Linked DNA regions of Ovis aries: region 1 is linked to region 2. A link is a contact called in public Hi-C data. All regions are on one chromosome and are shown on one strand. The core of a region is the stretch at or near the end of the contact, and the rest is flanking DNA. Distances in the headings are between cores, read along the strand shown.

Region 1 (7,095 bases), core at 483-2,982, 170 kb before region 2:
GCATTGTAGTGAAGTGAATTCCTGGGTTTCCTAAATCTTGGGTAAAACATGCTTTGTTTTTTATTAAGATTGAAATTAAGGCCAAGTTCCATTTGGGAGATGGGGGACGTGCTGCAGAATGAGACCGAGATGCCCTGGGTGGGGTCACATCTCTAACAGCTAAAGGACTTTGGAGCCAGTGGTGACTAATAGCATAAATTCTTCAAGGATTTTGAACCCCCAAATCCATAGGTGGAGGTTGAGGCAATTTCCTGTTAATCAGTTTTTCTTCTTTTTGTGTGTTGGTTTATTTTTCCTCTCTTTTTTTCTCTTTGGTCTTTTTTTTTTCTTTTCTCCTGTCAATCTGAAGAATGGAGCGATCTTTTTTTTAAGTTAGTTTTTACTGGCAGATAGTTGATTTCTTATCGTTTGGTTTACATTGACAAACGCTCTGGTCAGAATAGATCTTAAGGATACAAAGATGTTGGTCATATTGTTATTTAAAGTAGATTTTTAAAAAAGGAACCTAATCTAACCAATCTATTGGGTTTCCCTGGGTGGCTCAGACGGTAGACCCATGTTTGATCCCTGGGTTGGGAAGATCCCGTGGAGAAGGAAATGGCAGCCCACTCCAGTATTCTTGCCTGGAGAATCCCATGCACAGAGGGGCCTGGTGGGGTCTCAAAGAGTCGGACACGACTGAGAGACTAACACTGCATAAGTCATGGGCCAACCATACAACAGAATTGATGCACCTATTTAAAATATTATATGGACTTAACAGTTATTGCCACAGAAACATGTTAAATGAAAAAAATCAGGCTATAAATAGCATCTGGTGTATAATTTCATTCTATGAGAGAAAAAATATTCCTGTGGATATATATCCAGAGAAAAACATTGCATTAGAATATAACTGTATTTCTATGTGGGCTTCCCAGGTGGTGCTAGTGGTAAAGAACCCTCCTGCCAATACAAGAGACTCAAGAGACACGGGTTCGATGCCTGGGTCTTGAAGATCCCCAGGAGAAGGAAATAGCAATCCACTCTAGTATTCTTGCCTGGAGAAACCCATGGATAGAGGAGCCTGGCAGGCTACAGTCCATAGAGTCGCAAAGAGTGGCACACATACATGTATTTCTATGTAATTCCAACAACATGTTAATATAACTTTAATTCTGAAAAGAATACAAACCACTAAGCATGCCTCAGCTCTGTTTAGGAGGGATCTAAAATGGGAAGTGGGAGGGGATGGTCTATTCTCTGGGCTGGAGAGGGGAGATTGGGCCCAGGCTCTCTCCCATCCCCACCCCTACCTTCCTCCCTACCCCTCCTCTTCTGCCCCCACCGGGTGCTCCTTACCCTGTTCAGCTGACCAGGCCAGCTGGTTGCTCACAGTCTCCACAATCATGTTGGCAGCGTCTTCATCTTGGAACAGGGCTTTGATCTGCTGCAGCTCACCGGAGAACAGGGCATTGTGCACAGCTGGGTCCCGGCAGGAACGGCGTGGCCTAGTGAGCCGGGCCTGGGAATCTGGGGGGCATCTTTGGCTCCGGCACTGCTGGGCTGCTGCCCGCCGCCGGTCCTCCCATTCCAGCCACTCCCGCTGCAGGCGGAGAGAGCGCAGGGTGGAGGAGGTGAAGGGGAAGGTCTCCTCTGCCATGGCAGGGGGGCCCAGGGCGGGGGATCCAGGAGTCTGGGCGGCAGCAGCTGGGCAGGGCTGGTTCCCTCGCCTGACTGCCACCCTTGCTCTGAGGAGCCACCCTGCCCCCTCACTCGTAACCCAAAGAAAGGAGCAGCTGAGGCTATAAATAGGCCCTTCGCTGCTCTGATAAACAGGGTTTGCCCAGAGTCATGATCTTGGTGCAGAGAAGGTGTTGGGCCAACCCCCAGCCCAGGGTTGGGATGGCCCCTGTGGATACCCTCTGACGGGGGAGCTGGCCCCCAGATGAACCCCAGGTCTGCATTCTCCCACTTTCCTGGAGTATCTTGGGTCGGCCAGGTCCGAGGTAAATGAGTCAATCAGAAATAGACTGGACAGGGCTCTCTGATGTTGGCTGGAAACCAGGCCCCAGCCCAGGAAATACCGGCAGGTCACATCGGAGTTCCAACAGCTCTGCTCAGCATCTGCATTAACAACACTAACTCCGCACATATGGGCCCAGAGCTTTAGAATACTCAGATTGTTTTTATATCCACCTTTACTCAGATCACCATACAGATTTCTTGGCTCTTCCCGGGTAAACAGCACCTTGGTTTTGACAATAAATTATATGATCAGGCTGATTATCACAGTTTGAACTCCTCTGAGATGGGTGGTCTTATGTCTGTTTCATGGATGAGGCACTTAAGGCTTAGCAAGGTGAAACCACTTGCTCAAGGTCACAGCTTGTGACGGGGAGCCAGGCTGGGGTCCTGTGCGTCTGACTCCAGAGATGGAATGATTCAGGAAGAGCGCCTCTCCCCACCTTCCAAGCAGGACAGCATGGTCCCTAACGCTGCCTTCAGTGAATCTTGGTTAGGCTTTTCTTATTTGATTTTCCCTAGCTCCTAAAAGGGCTCACATGCCTGCCTGAGGAGGACCAAGGGCTTGACCTCACAACTCTGGGGACCATGGAGACCTTCAAGCTGCAAAACCACTCACCCAAAGTGCTCTGCTCTTGGGAGCCTCTAGGGGGAGGAATGAGGCCGTGAAACCGCACTAGCTGCTGTGGGTTCCCAGCAGTAAAGGGGAGGGCGGGAGGGAGGCTGGCCAATCCTGGCCCCAGAAGCTCTCCTCAGCTCTGGGTGGAGGGTGGCCTCTGGGCCCCTCAGGGTCGGCCTGTCCCTATCCTGCCCTGACTGCAGGTGCACGCCCTGGCTGTCCCGCTCCACACACACACACACACACACACACACTCCACCTCATTCCCACATTTTCAATTACCATCTCAAGACCTTTAACCCGGACCAGCTTAGCCTCCTACCTGGTATCCCCTCTTCTGCTCCACTGCCCATAGGGAAGGATCTATCTGAAATGGTTCATTTCCCAGCTTAAAAACGTTTGCTGAATTCTGCCCTCTCCCACTAAACCCCGTGCCCTGGTTTGGCTCCGCGTCAGGCACCATTCCCCTCACATTTCCTAGCCCTTCCCTCCGCTTGGAAGTCCCTTCTGATTCATCCCTCAAAGTCCACCTCAAAGGTCACCTGCTCCGGGAGACACCTGCTCAGGTCTCCCACCCCTGAGGCTCCAGCCTCTCCCCATCCATGCTCCTGGAGGACCGCTTGTGTCATGTACTGTGGCCCACAGCTTGCTGCCCTGGATATGGGCTCCAGAGCAGGACCTGAGTGGGTTCAGTTGGGTTTCTGGTCCCCTGCAGGACATGGCACACAGTAGGTCTTGTCGCAGGCTGGCCTCCTGTGAGTAGCATGTTGACTGAAGAACCCCGTTCTCCACCAGAGCGGACACACATCTGCCTGCCCATGTGTGTGGCAGCAGCCTAGGCTGTTTCTGGCTCTGCCTTTACCCAGAGTTCACCCACTCTGGCCCCAGCTTCTTGGTGGTATTCCAGGGTGGGGAATCCCAGAGAAGCAATGAGATCATGCCCAGCGAGGGCTTAGAGATCCTCAGAGAAAGGCGCCTCTATAAATGCAGGTGTGATTAACCCTGTTGGCACCCATTTGGTGTTTTAATTGCCCCGCCAACAGCCCAGCTGAGCACCCACATCTGGGTTCCCAGGGTTGGGAGCTGGCAAGGTGGGTGGGGCCGTGAGGGGCCTTCTCCGAGGTTCACAGTAGTCATTGTGAGCGGGGCCTGAGGCTGTGCTGACCTCCCCAGCCTCTCTGCAGCCTTCTTGCCACAGGCCTGAAGGTGCTGACTACAGCTCAGTCCCCAGAGACACATATGTTCTGTGTCCTGTCCTTAGCCTTAACTTCCTGAGGGCAGAGGAACTATACACAGCATTAACTTCCTGAGGCCTTTACTTTAACCCACACAGGAACCCACAGGGAGCCCAGTTTTATTGGCAGAAACCGGGCCAGGTGGCTGGATACCCAGCCTGTCTTCTGGGAGCTCAGAGCCTATGGGGTGATGGAGTACACAAGAAACCAGGACATCTGTCAGGATGGTTAAGAGTGAAGAACAGAGCTCCAAGGGGCTGAGGGGGGATGGGTACACAGGCCGGGAGAACAGGTGGTTTAGCTGCACGAAGACCACTGGAGTAGAAGGGCTCTGGCCCAGATCTAAGCTAGAGAGGCAGAGCTGGGGAGTTAGTGGGGGAAGAGATGGAACTATGCGGTGTGCTCAGGTGTTGTTCAGTCACCAAGTTGTGTCTGACTCTTCCTGGTCAGCCCTCTAGGCTTCCTGGTCCCTCACCATTTCCCGGAGTCTGCCCAAATTCATGTCCATTGAATCGGTGAAGCCATCCAACCACTTCAGGTAGGTGTTCAAGCAGGAAGACTAAGTGAGAGTGTGAAAGGGCAGAACTGGTGAATTAGCTCCTGCCTGTTCCCAGGCTTGGGCCACAAAAGCCTTCTAGAAAAGTCCCACTGCAACCAGCCGCCAGGTGAACATGGAGTTCCTAGGGCACTTGCTCCCTTCAGCTTTGAGGCTGGGATCCATGGGATCTCTTTGGAAACAGGGAAAATAACACCTTCCCCAGAGCAGTGCCAAGTCTATTGGAGGCACCGACTTACAGCTGCCTGGTGAAAGCTGAGGCAGAGGCAGGCAAAACCGGCCATCAAACTGGGCTCACATCCCCTCAACCGTATGTTAAGAGCATCTTCCTCTTTTCCCTTCATTCCATAAAGGAAAACAAGGTTGGCTGGTTACTTGGTATAATTAGACCTTTTATACCCCACCCATGACCCTTGTCCAATTCTTGCCTTCAAGGTGGTACAGAGAATCTACAGTGGCGAAGAGTTGCTTGGCAACAGAATAAAGTAGTAGTGGACTCTAACCCAAAGTATAAAATAAATATCCATGAGTCCATACTGATAATAAACAGGTGACTGAACAAGAAATAAGGAAAAACAGACCAATCTTCCATGCCGAATTTCAAATCATCCATGTAGATATTCTGCCCTTCAAGAGGCAGAGAACATAACCCCTCACTCCTTAAGTGTGGGTGGCAGAGTGACTTCCTTCCAAAATCGTGTGGAAAAGGAGAAAAAGAGTAACCTGACAGCGGAGAAACCTGACCAAACCTGACGAACCCTACCTCAGCCAGGTGATCAAAGTCACCACCAGCTCTTGATATGACGCGACGAGAACGTGAGCTCACCTTTGTGCTCTTCCTCTCCCAAACACATAACCCTCGTCTAGTCACGAAAACACACCAGACAAATTCCAACAGGTGGGCATCTGACAATAAGCGAGGCCTGTGCTCCTGGAAGCTGTCATGGCCACTAAGAAACAAGGAAAGTCTGAGAAACTACCACAGCCAAGAGAAGTCTATGCAGACAAGAGGACTAAATGTTGCATGGGATCCTGCAAGAGAAAGAGAGTATTAGGGGAAAACTGGGTTAATGTCAATAAAGCATAGAGTCCAGTTAATAATGTGTCAATACTGGCTCTTAGACTGGCTGTGAGGTATAAGAGAACTCCCTGGAACATCTCTGCAATAATCCTATAAATCTAAAACTGTCAAAAAGTTTATAGGGACTTCTCTGGTGGTCCAGTGGCTAAGACTCTGAGCTCCCAATGCAGAGGGCCTGGGATTGATCCCTGGTTGGGGAACTGGATCCCACATGCTGCAGCTAACAGTTCACATGCTGGAACTAAAGATTCCGTGTGCTACAACTAAGACCCAGTGCAGCAAAAAAAAAAAAAAAGTCTATAAGCAAAAAGAGAAAGAAAATGAGTAGCTTTGGCTCTGTCCTGGCTAAGGCACCAAGGGCAGGGCAGACAGGACAAGGAGCTGAGAGGCTGGGAAAGAGAGGGAGGCAGGTGAAGCAGGCAGCTGCTTTTATTTCAGAATAAGATGCCCCAGCCACAACCATGCCCCCGCACCTTGGAGCCCCAGACACAGGTGAGCTGGGCAGCTATAGGCCTCAAGAGACAAAGCAGAGGGAAGCCTGAGTGTGTTCCCTCCTTGTCCAGAGGGACAAGTTGCCACAAAAGCCACAGCTTCTCTTCGCTCCTCAGCTGTCCTGGGACTAGGGAGTCAAGGGACCAGGCCCCGCATCCTCTAAAGTCAAGCGGAGGTGGGAGAGTGACACACCTTCCCTGCTGGAGGAGAAGGGATATGCACCCGAGCGCTTGAAGGACAGTAGATCCAATACTGAGCAGAGTTCCACGTGCCAAAGGAAGATCCAAAGTGACGACAGTGCACAATCTGAGGGACAAGGGTGTTCTCAGGGAAAGTGTCCAGGGTGGGAACAACCACAGAGGTCTCAGAACTCTGTCTGCTCTCCAGCTATGCTGGTCCTCCTCTCTCCCAGGCATGTGATCAGACACAACCAGAGCTCTGGCACGGTGCTGAGAGGCTGCCGGCTCATGGCGGGTGCCCTGCCTTGGGGCAGTCCCAATTGCTGGTCCCACAGAAGAAGTCTTCAGGGAGCTCGCTCAGGAGTCCATCCAGGTCATCTGCAGGGGAGGACAGGGAGGTTGGGGAGACTCAGTGATAACCTGAGGGCCCCTTGTGACTCAGAGCTGAAGCTCCCACCCTTTAGGAGGGTCTGAACCTGGCTGCAGTTAGGGAGGGGGCTCTCTGGGCAGTGGTCCCCACATCGATGGGCCTGAGGCTGGCCTGATTTCTATCTCCTTTCTGCTCCCCACACTCAACAAAAGGCAGAGGCAAAATGCCAGGGTCACTCTGCAAAGAAAGGGGCTCCCCCTGGGCCTCCATGGTTCTTCTTTCCATCCTGAAGCACAGCCCTTGAGCAGAAAGGCGTCAGAGGTCTCCTAGTGCAACTGTCTGATTGGACAGAGGGACAAAAAAGGCTGCGAAAAGCCCTTAGATGCTCTGAGAATCACACAGCTCATTCACATGGTCTCTCACCTGCACTCTGCATGGTGGGAGAAGTCACCGTCCCCTCCCCCAAAGTGCCTCTGTGAGCCGAGAGGACAGAATTAACTGTCCTGACTACAGTTCTCAGATGGGTACCCTGCCTGAGAAGCTGGAAACAGCTGACCTC
Region 2 (6,631 bases), core at 2,771-5,270:
ATTGGAGACTAATTACTTTATAATATTGTGGTGGCTTCTGCCACACATTGACATGAATCAGCCACAGGTGTACATGTATCCCCCATCCCGAACCCCCTGCCACCTCCCTCTTCACCCCATTCCTCTGGGTTGTCCCAGAGCACCAGCTTTGAGTTCCCCGCTTCATGCATGGAACTTGCACTGGTCATCTATTCTACATATGGTAATATACATCTTTCAGTGGTATTCTCTCAAATCATCCCACCCTTGCCTTCTCCAACAGAGTTCAAAAGTCTATTCCTTACATCTGTGTCTCTCATGCAGTCTTGCTTATAGGGTCGCCATTACCATCTTTATAAATTCCATATATATGCGTTAATATACTGTATTAGTGTTTCTCTTTCTGACTTACTTCACTTTGTATAATAGGCTTCAGTTTCACCCACCTCATTAGAACTGACTCAAATGCTTTCTTTTTTATTGCTGAGTAATATTCCATTGTGTATATGTGCCACAACTTCTTTACCCACTCTTCTGCCAGTGTACACCTAGGTTGCTTCCATGTCCTAGCTATTGTAACCAGTGCTGCAATGAACATTGGGGTAAATGTGTCTCTTTCAATTTTGGTTTCCTTGGTGTGTATGCCCAGCAGTGGGATTGCTGGGTTGTATGACAGTTCTGTTTCCAGTTTTTTAAGGAATCTCCATTCTGGTCTCCAGAGTGGTAGGTATCAACAGTGTAAGAGGGTTCCCTTTTCTCCACACCCTCTCCAGCATTTATTGTTTGTAGACTTTTTGACGGCAGCCATTCTAACCGGCGTGAGATGGTACCTCATTGTGGTTTTGATTTGCATTTCTCTGATAATGAGTGATATTGAGCATCTTTTCATGTGTTTGTTAGTGCAGGCAGATTCTTTACCAGCTGAACTACCAGGGAAGAACTCACTCCTAACCCATCTCAAAACGGCTCTGACACTGTTTCCTTCCAACCACCCCAAGGGAAAAACTCCCCTCCTTCCACACCCAGCCCGTATGTGACCCAAAGCCCTTACTTGACCCACATGCAGTTTTTCTTTCCTCCCCATTCAACTATTCTTCTCCTGCAGTAATTTATTATATGGATTGGTTTAGCCTGTCTCTTAGAAAGAAAAAAGCCTTCCTCAGGAAAAAATTGAGCTGAAAATGACAGGATTTGCTTTTGCAGGCACTGTGGGCAGGGAGGACTACTCAGCCCTCCTGAGCCTTTAGGGGACCCTGGAGGCAGATGGACTTCTCATGGTGGACAGAAGTCGGGGCAGAGCCCAGGTTGCAAATTAATGACCCGAGCTCCTAGTTGGGCCTGAGTGGGTGGGACAAGGACCCCAGGGGTGTGTGTGTGTGTGTGTGTGAGAGAGAGAGATAAACCTCAACCCAAGGGCTTCCCTAGGGAATGGGGGACCCCCTGAGTTCCTGGTATCTGGGGCTGGCCACCATTTCCTTTCCCTGCCCCCTTGCTGCTGCCAACCCAGTGTGAGAATAAGACAGTGGCCTAAGAGTTGACCCAGGCTGCTTTGGAGGAATTTTTGGAGGGGTTATGTAAAGCTAATCGCATTCCTGCCTTTGCAGTCCTGTATGTAAGGACCACCTTCGCCCTGTGGCCTCAGGTGTTTCTGGGGTCTTCCTTTCCTGGTTGTAAGAAGTGAAGTGCAGCCTTCACTCCATCCTAACACTGCCCAGTGGCCACCGTCCCTGTCCCAGAGAGCGTGGGGTTGGGCAGGGGAGGCGGACCACTTTCACTTAGTCTGTCTGCAGATACGTCCTTGGTGCTTCTTGAAGCAGAGCTCCATGGCAAGCCCTGGGAACAGATGAAGGTGAGTGAGAAGGATCACCCAGTCTGGATGTGATCATACGTTTGAGAAAACACATCCACTGCCCACTCCTCCTCAGTTGTCACAGCATCGTTGAGAGGATCCAGAAGAAGAATCTCTTGTTCACAACGGAGAAAAATGAAAGCTGTAGGTTCTGCTGACATTGTAGAGTAACTGTCGTTTTTGTAGGCACTGACAAAGCTGTTTACCTCTGTGACAGGACGCAACTATAGATGGCCTCAGCTTTGAGCCAATCCCCAGATCTACCATCTGTCTGCAGGGGCTGGGACCTGCCCTGGGTAATGGCCATAACCGGTCCCACAGCAGCTGCAGTCCTGTGGGAGCCCAAGCCCTTTGTACTATGGCTGGAGCCTGGCGCCCCCTGGTGGCACCCTGCAGCCCCTGCCGGCCTCACTAGAGGCCTGCCTATTGGGGTGTATATGCTAAGTCGCTTGAGTTATGTCCGACTCTTCGCGATCCTATGGACTGTAACCCGCCAGGCTCCTCTGTCCGTGGGATTCTCCAGGCAAGAATACTGGAGTGAGTATCTATGCTCTCCTCCAGGGAATCTCCATGACCCAGCGATCGAAGCCATATCTCTTACGTCTGCTGCACTGGCAGGTGCGTTCTTTACCACAGGTGCCACCTGGGCAGCTCCAGCCATTAGGAGACCAGCCACTAATTCACCAGCCTCATTTTATCAAGTTGGACCCCGAAGCCCAGGGAAGGGCCAGCAGGGCTTTTGGAGACAGAACGATCTCTATTCTGCTCTGCGGAATTGGGTGGAGCGTTATTGTTCTTGTTGCCAGAAATCAGAATTGAGAGGAGGAAGGCAGAACTCTGGCAATTCCTGAGCCTTCCTTTATCCTCATTATCGTGAGGAAAATCAAAGCTTGGATCTGTGCAGCATCACCTCCAGTCCTCATCTCCACCCCACCCTTGCCCATGGTCCTCTCCCAACACACTCTTTTGGTGTTGTGATCTGAAATGGCAGAACCTCGGGGGTGAGAAGTCCCTTGCCCACTACTAGGGCTTCACTGAGTCATTCAGACACAGTCAGTTATGCTCCTACCCCTGAGCTGGGGAGGGAGCCAGGGGTGGGGGAAGGGACACTGAGCAGGGAAGACGCAGAGGCTCCTGGGACCAGGGCGGGGGGCTGGGCAGGGGGAGGTGGTGGTGGTTTGCTGGCACTGGTGGGGTTGGAAATCTAAGTCAGAACTTGAGTCTTAGACAGCTGTGTGACCTTGGGCTAGTATCTTTGCCTCTCTGAGCCTCACGTTTCTTAGTCAGAAAGTGGGAAATTATAGCAATACTTTAACAGCCTTACTTAGAAAAAAGAAAAAAAGAGCACAGATTTTGGAGTTAGACTTTGTTTCAAACCCTGGATCTCCACTGACTAGTTACGTGGCTTGAGGCTAGTTACTTAATGTCTCTGAGACTCAGTTTCTGAATCTGTAAAATGGATTGTTGTAGGAACTCACTGAGGTGATTGAGCTGGGAGCACTTTAGAAAATTCAAGGCTGTACAAGTGATTCTGGTTTTTATCTTTATCTTGGAATAGAGGCACTGGGAAATGGCTACCAGATACTGGCCTCCCTACCCAGGAATAAGAACAGGCACACCAGTTCTCATTGCGCATCTATCTGCTATCCGGGGAGAGGTTTCTCCCTACCTGGGTCCCCACTCCTTTTCACATTCCCCAGTTCCCTGAGGCATCTCTCCCGTTCCATCTTGTTCTAATCACAGATGCACAGGAAGTCCTGAGTCTCCAGCCTTCATCCCTGGAGTCTCAGAGCCACAGCCTCAATCTTCTGCCCAGAGGGAATCTGCTTGAGTATTTGGGTTAACCCTGGGGAGGCAGGCAGGGCTGTTCTGAGTTCTGCAATCAGAACCTTTCAGTTATCCTGCATTCCCAGGACCCCATCCTTCTTGAACTAAGCCTGCTCTGGCGCCCGAAGGCAGACGGGGGCCTGCAGGAGACTGATCGTGGCCCACTTTAACCCATTATGCTGCCAGTGTGACACCCACAACACTGCCCTGTCCCCCTCTTGTCCCTGGTCCTGGTGCTGGCGTTGCAGGCACCAGGGAGATGGTGGGAGGAGGGGGTGAGGGCTGGGGAGGGAGAGAGGCTGACAGGAGGCGGGGACTCGGGGGGCTGAGGACTATAAAAGGGCCGTGGTCAAGGACAGAGTGGGGTCCATCCAGCCTGAGGCAGGCACTGATTTTGTCCAGCGCCCACTCGCTCAGGACTCAGGGTAAGTGGGCTCAGCCTGTTCCTAGCTCTGGGGCCGGGGGGCTCAGAGGGGCCAAGGGTGGGTTGTGTGGAAGGATATGGTGCTTTGCAGGGCTGGGGGCCTCCAGAGGCCTGAGGTCCTGCTTGGGTCTAGCTCTACACTTGGACAAATCCATTACTTTGGGAGAGCAGCCTGCTGGCTAGAAGCCTGCAGGTGTGCGCCGGGCAGGGGGTGGTGGCTGTGAGTCCGTGTGTGTGGCCATCCCTCCTGGTGACACGGGCTGCGGTGTCCTCTCCAGGACTTGCATCTGCGTGTCTATCCCTGGCAGAGTGGCTGAGGGAAAGTGGGGTGGAAGGCTGTGGATTTCTGCCCCTTGGTTCACAAGTCCCTTCTGTGCACCCCCACCCTGTAGGGGAGCTGGAGCACCCCTACTTCCCACAGCCCCTCCCCTCCAACTCTCACCCGTAGCTGCCTCTTCAGAGCCATCAGGCCCTGGTGTCTGGAGTCCTGGGTCTCCTACCCAAGTCCCAACCCCCTACTTCTCTGCTACACTTTTCTGCTTTGCCGAGGCCCTAGCTGAGCTCCAGCTGCTGTTCTGCTCTGAAGAGGGGCCTGGTGAGCTCTCCAGGGCAGATCTAGGAGGTGGGGTGATCAGCTCCCAGTAGCCCTTTGCTCTGCCCCTTGGTCTCCAGGCTTGGAGAAATGAGTGATGGGCTACGGGGAGGGGGGCGGGGTGGGCACTCTGCTCCCTCTATCTCCCTGATCCTGGCTCCTCAGATGGCTGCCGCGCACCGCTGCCTCTTCCTGCTCCTTCTGTCCACGTGCGTGGCTCTGTTGCTGCAGCCACCCCTGGGTGCCCTGGGAGCCTCGCTGGAGCCAGAGTATCCGGGGGACAATGCCACGCCAGAGCAAATGGCCCAGTATGCGGCTGAGCTCCGCAGATACATCAACATGCTGACCAGGCCCAGGTGAGTGTGAGACGGGGAGAGAGGCCCCAGCCAAGACCCCAGGCCCAGCCACTTCCATGTTCTTTGGGAGCAGAGTATCTCTACAGTCTGGCCCAGGCCCCTGTGCCCTGGGCAGGATGGTGCCCAGGGATAGGCATGAGGCAGGTGAACTGGTACCTGGCCATAGGGCTGGCCCCAGCTGTCTCTCCCCTCCCAGGTATGGGAAAAGAGACAAAGAAGGCACGCTGGACTTCTTGGAGTGTGGGTCTCCCCACTCAGCGGTCCCCAGGTGGGTTTTGTTCTTTGTCCTGTGTGCCCAGATGCCTGGAGCAGGAAATGGGGGTGTGTAGAATGGGGGAGAACAGGTGCCTGAGGTCTCCAGAGGGCACAAGGACTACTCACTCACACTGCCATGTTTTGCCCTCTTCTTGCAGGGAGATCAGTACAATGGACTCATAATGCCACCTCCTGCTCCTCTGACTCCAGGGTGAGGCTGGCCCAGCTCTCCCACCTGCACCCTTGGCTCTGGCTGTAGCTTGCTCCCTGCTTCCATATTGGCTAAATAAAGCAAATCAAAGTTCTTAGCCTCACTGTCTCTGTGTCTCTGTGGACCCCTGGTTGGGGCAGAAGCAGGCCAAATGCACAGGAAGAAAGGGGCAGGCAGAGAGAAGGGAACCGAGGGTGTTATGACGGATCCAGAACGTCTGGAGGGTCATCAGAGCCATTTAATTCATCCTGTCCACTTCACAGAGGGGCAAGTTGTGGCCCAGGGGGAGACAGGGACTCCCCCAAGGTCATTCAGAAAGTCAGTGAAACTTCAATCGTCCCATTTCACACCTCTAGACCCTCCCAATCATTGGCTTGATGGCAGCCCTGCCCCCAAATGGATCCCCACCAACGTGTTCTTATAGCCTAGGCAGTAGGTGAAGTGCTAGTTTGTCCTAGAGAGAGTCCAGCCCAGAGGAACAACTGGGGTTAAGACAGTCACGGTTTACATTGGGGCATTTGGAGTTGCCCTCCTTGGGGCGGTGAGAGGTGGGTCACTGTGCATGATGGGCTGAAGTGTGGCCCCTCACAGGCACAGCACACAGCAGAAGCATGGCCGGAAGAGGGGGACAGAGATGGGGAGGGGTCTGGAGATAGTGTCACGTGAAATTGTTGGGAAAATGAGCGTCTGTGTGCCAGGGGCATTTAACCCTCTCAACGACTCTGTGAGGGGGGAGATACTGTTATCCTCACTCTGCAAAGGAGGAAACCGAGGCTCAGAGAGGTCCAGCATTTTGTCCAAGGTCGGGCAGCAGATGGTAATCCAATACAGGGACACAGCATCGATTTTAGAGTCAGATGAACCTGGGTTTGAATCCCGGATTGGCCATATTCCCTCTGTGTGCTTTTGGGCAGATCCATAACCTCTCTGAGTCTCAGGTTCCTCATCTGTAAAATGGAAAGAATGATAGGGTTGTAGTGAGCAGGACATGAAATGATGCACGTGAAGTTTTTAGCATGGCCCTTAACCCAGGAACGCGCTCAGCAGACCAGAGCTTCTGAGGGGCAGACTTGCAGCCAAGCAGCTGTTTCCATGAAGTGTGGCGGAAAGACATGAGCAGAGGGATGACTGGTCTTCA

What was found. A called contact is a pair of places that touch in the nucleus more often than the background predicts.
Region 1: a contact with region 2 is called in a Hi-C map of tail adipose tissue, with 7 times the contacts expected there. The contact joins the promoter of ASB16 here to the promoter of PPY in region 2. A contact is called at or near these places in 5 of 16 Hi-C or Micro-C datasets (blood, hypothalamus, muscle and 2 more).

Annotation. Positions count from the first base shown.
Region 1 is chr11:43,722,030-43,729,124 of ARS-UI_Ramb_v3.0, reverse strand. It overlaps ASB16 (ankyrin repeat and SOCS box containing 16), which reads right to left and starts at 1,732. Exons shown (of 5, transcript XM_015098825.4): 1 at 1,342-1,732. The coding sequence starts at 1,642. HROB (homologous recombination factor with OB-fold) reads right to left here. Exons shown (of 10, transcript XM_042256059.1): 10 at 5,907-6,544. The coding sequence ends at 6,453.
Region 2 is chr11:43,555,252-43,561,882 of ARS-UI_Ramb_v3.0, reverse strand. PPY (pancreatic polypeptide) reads left to right here and starts at 4,020. Exons shown (of 4, transcript XM_027975444.2): 1 at 4,020-4,080; 2 at 4,837-5,027; 3 at 5,224-5,295; 4 at 5,441-5,590. The coding sequence starts at 4,837. The coding sequence ends at 5,465.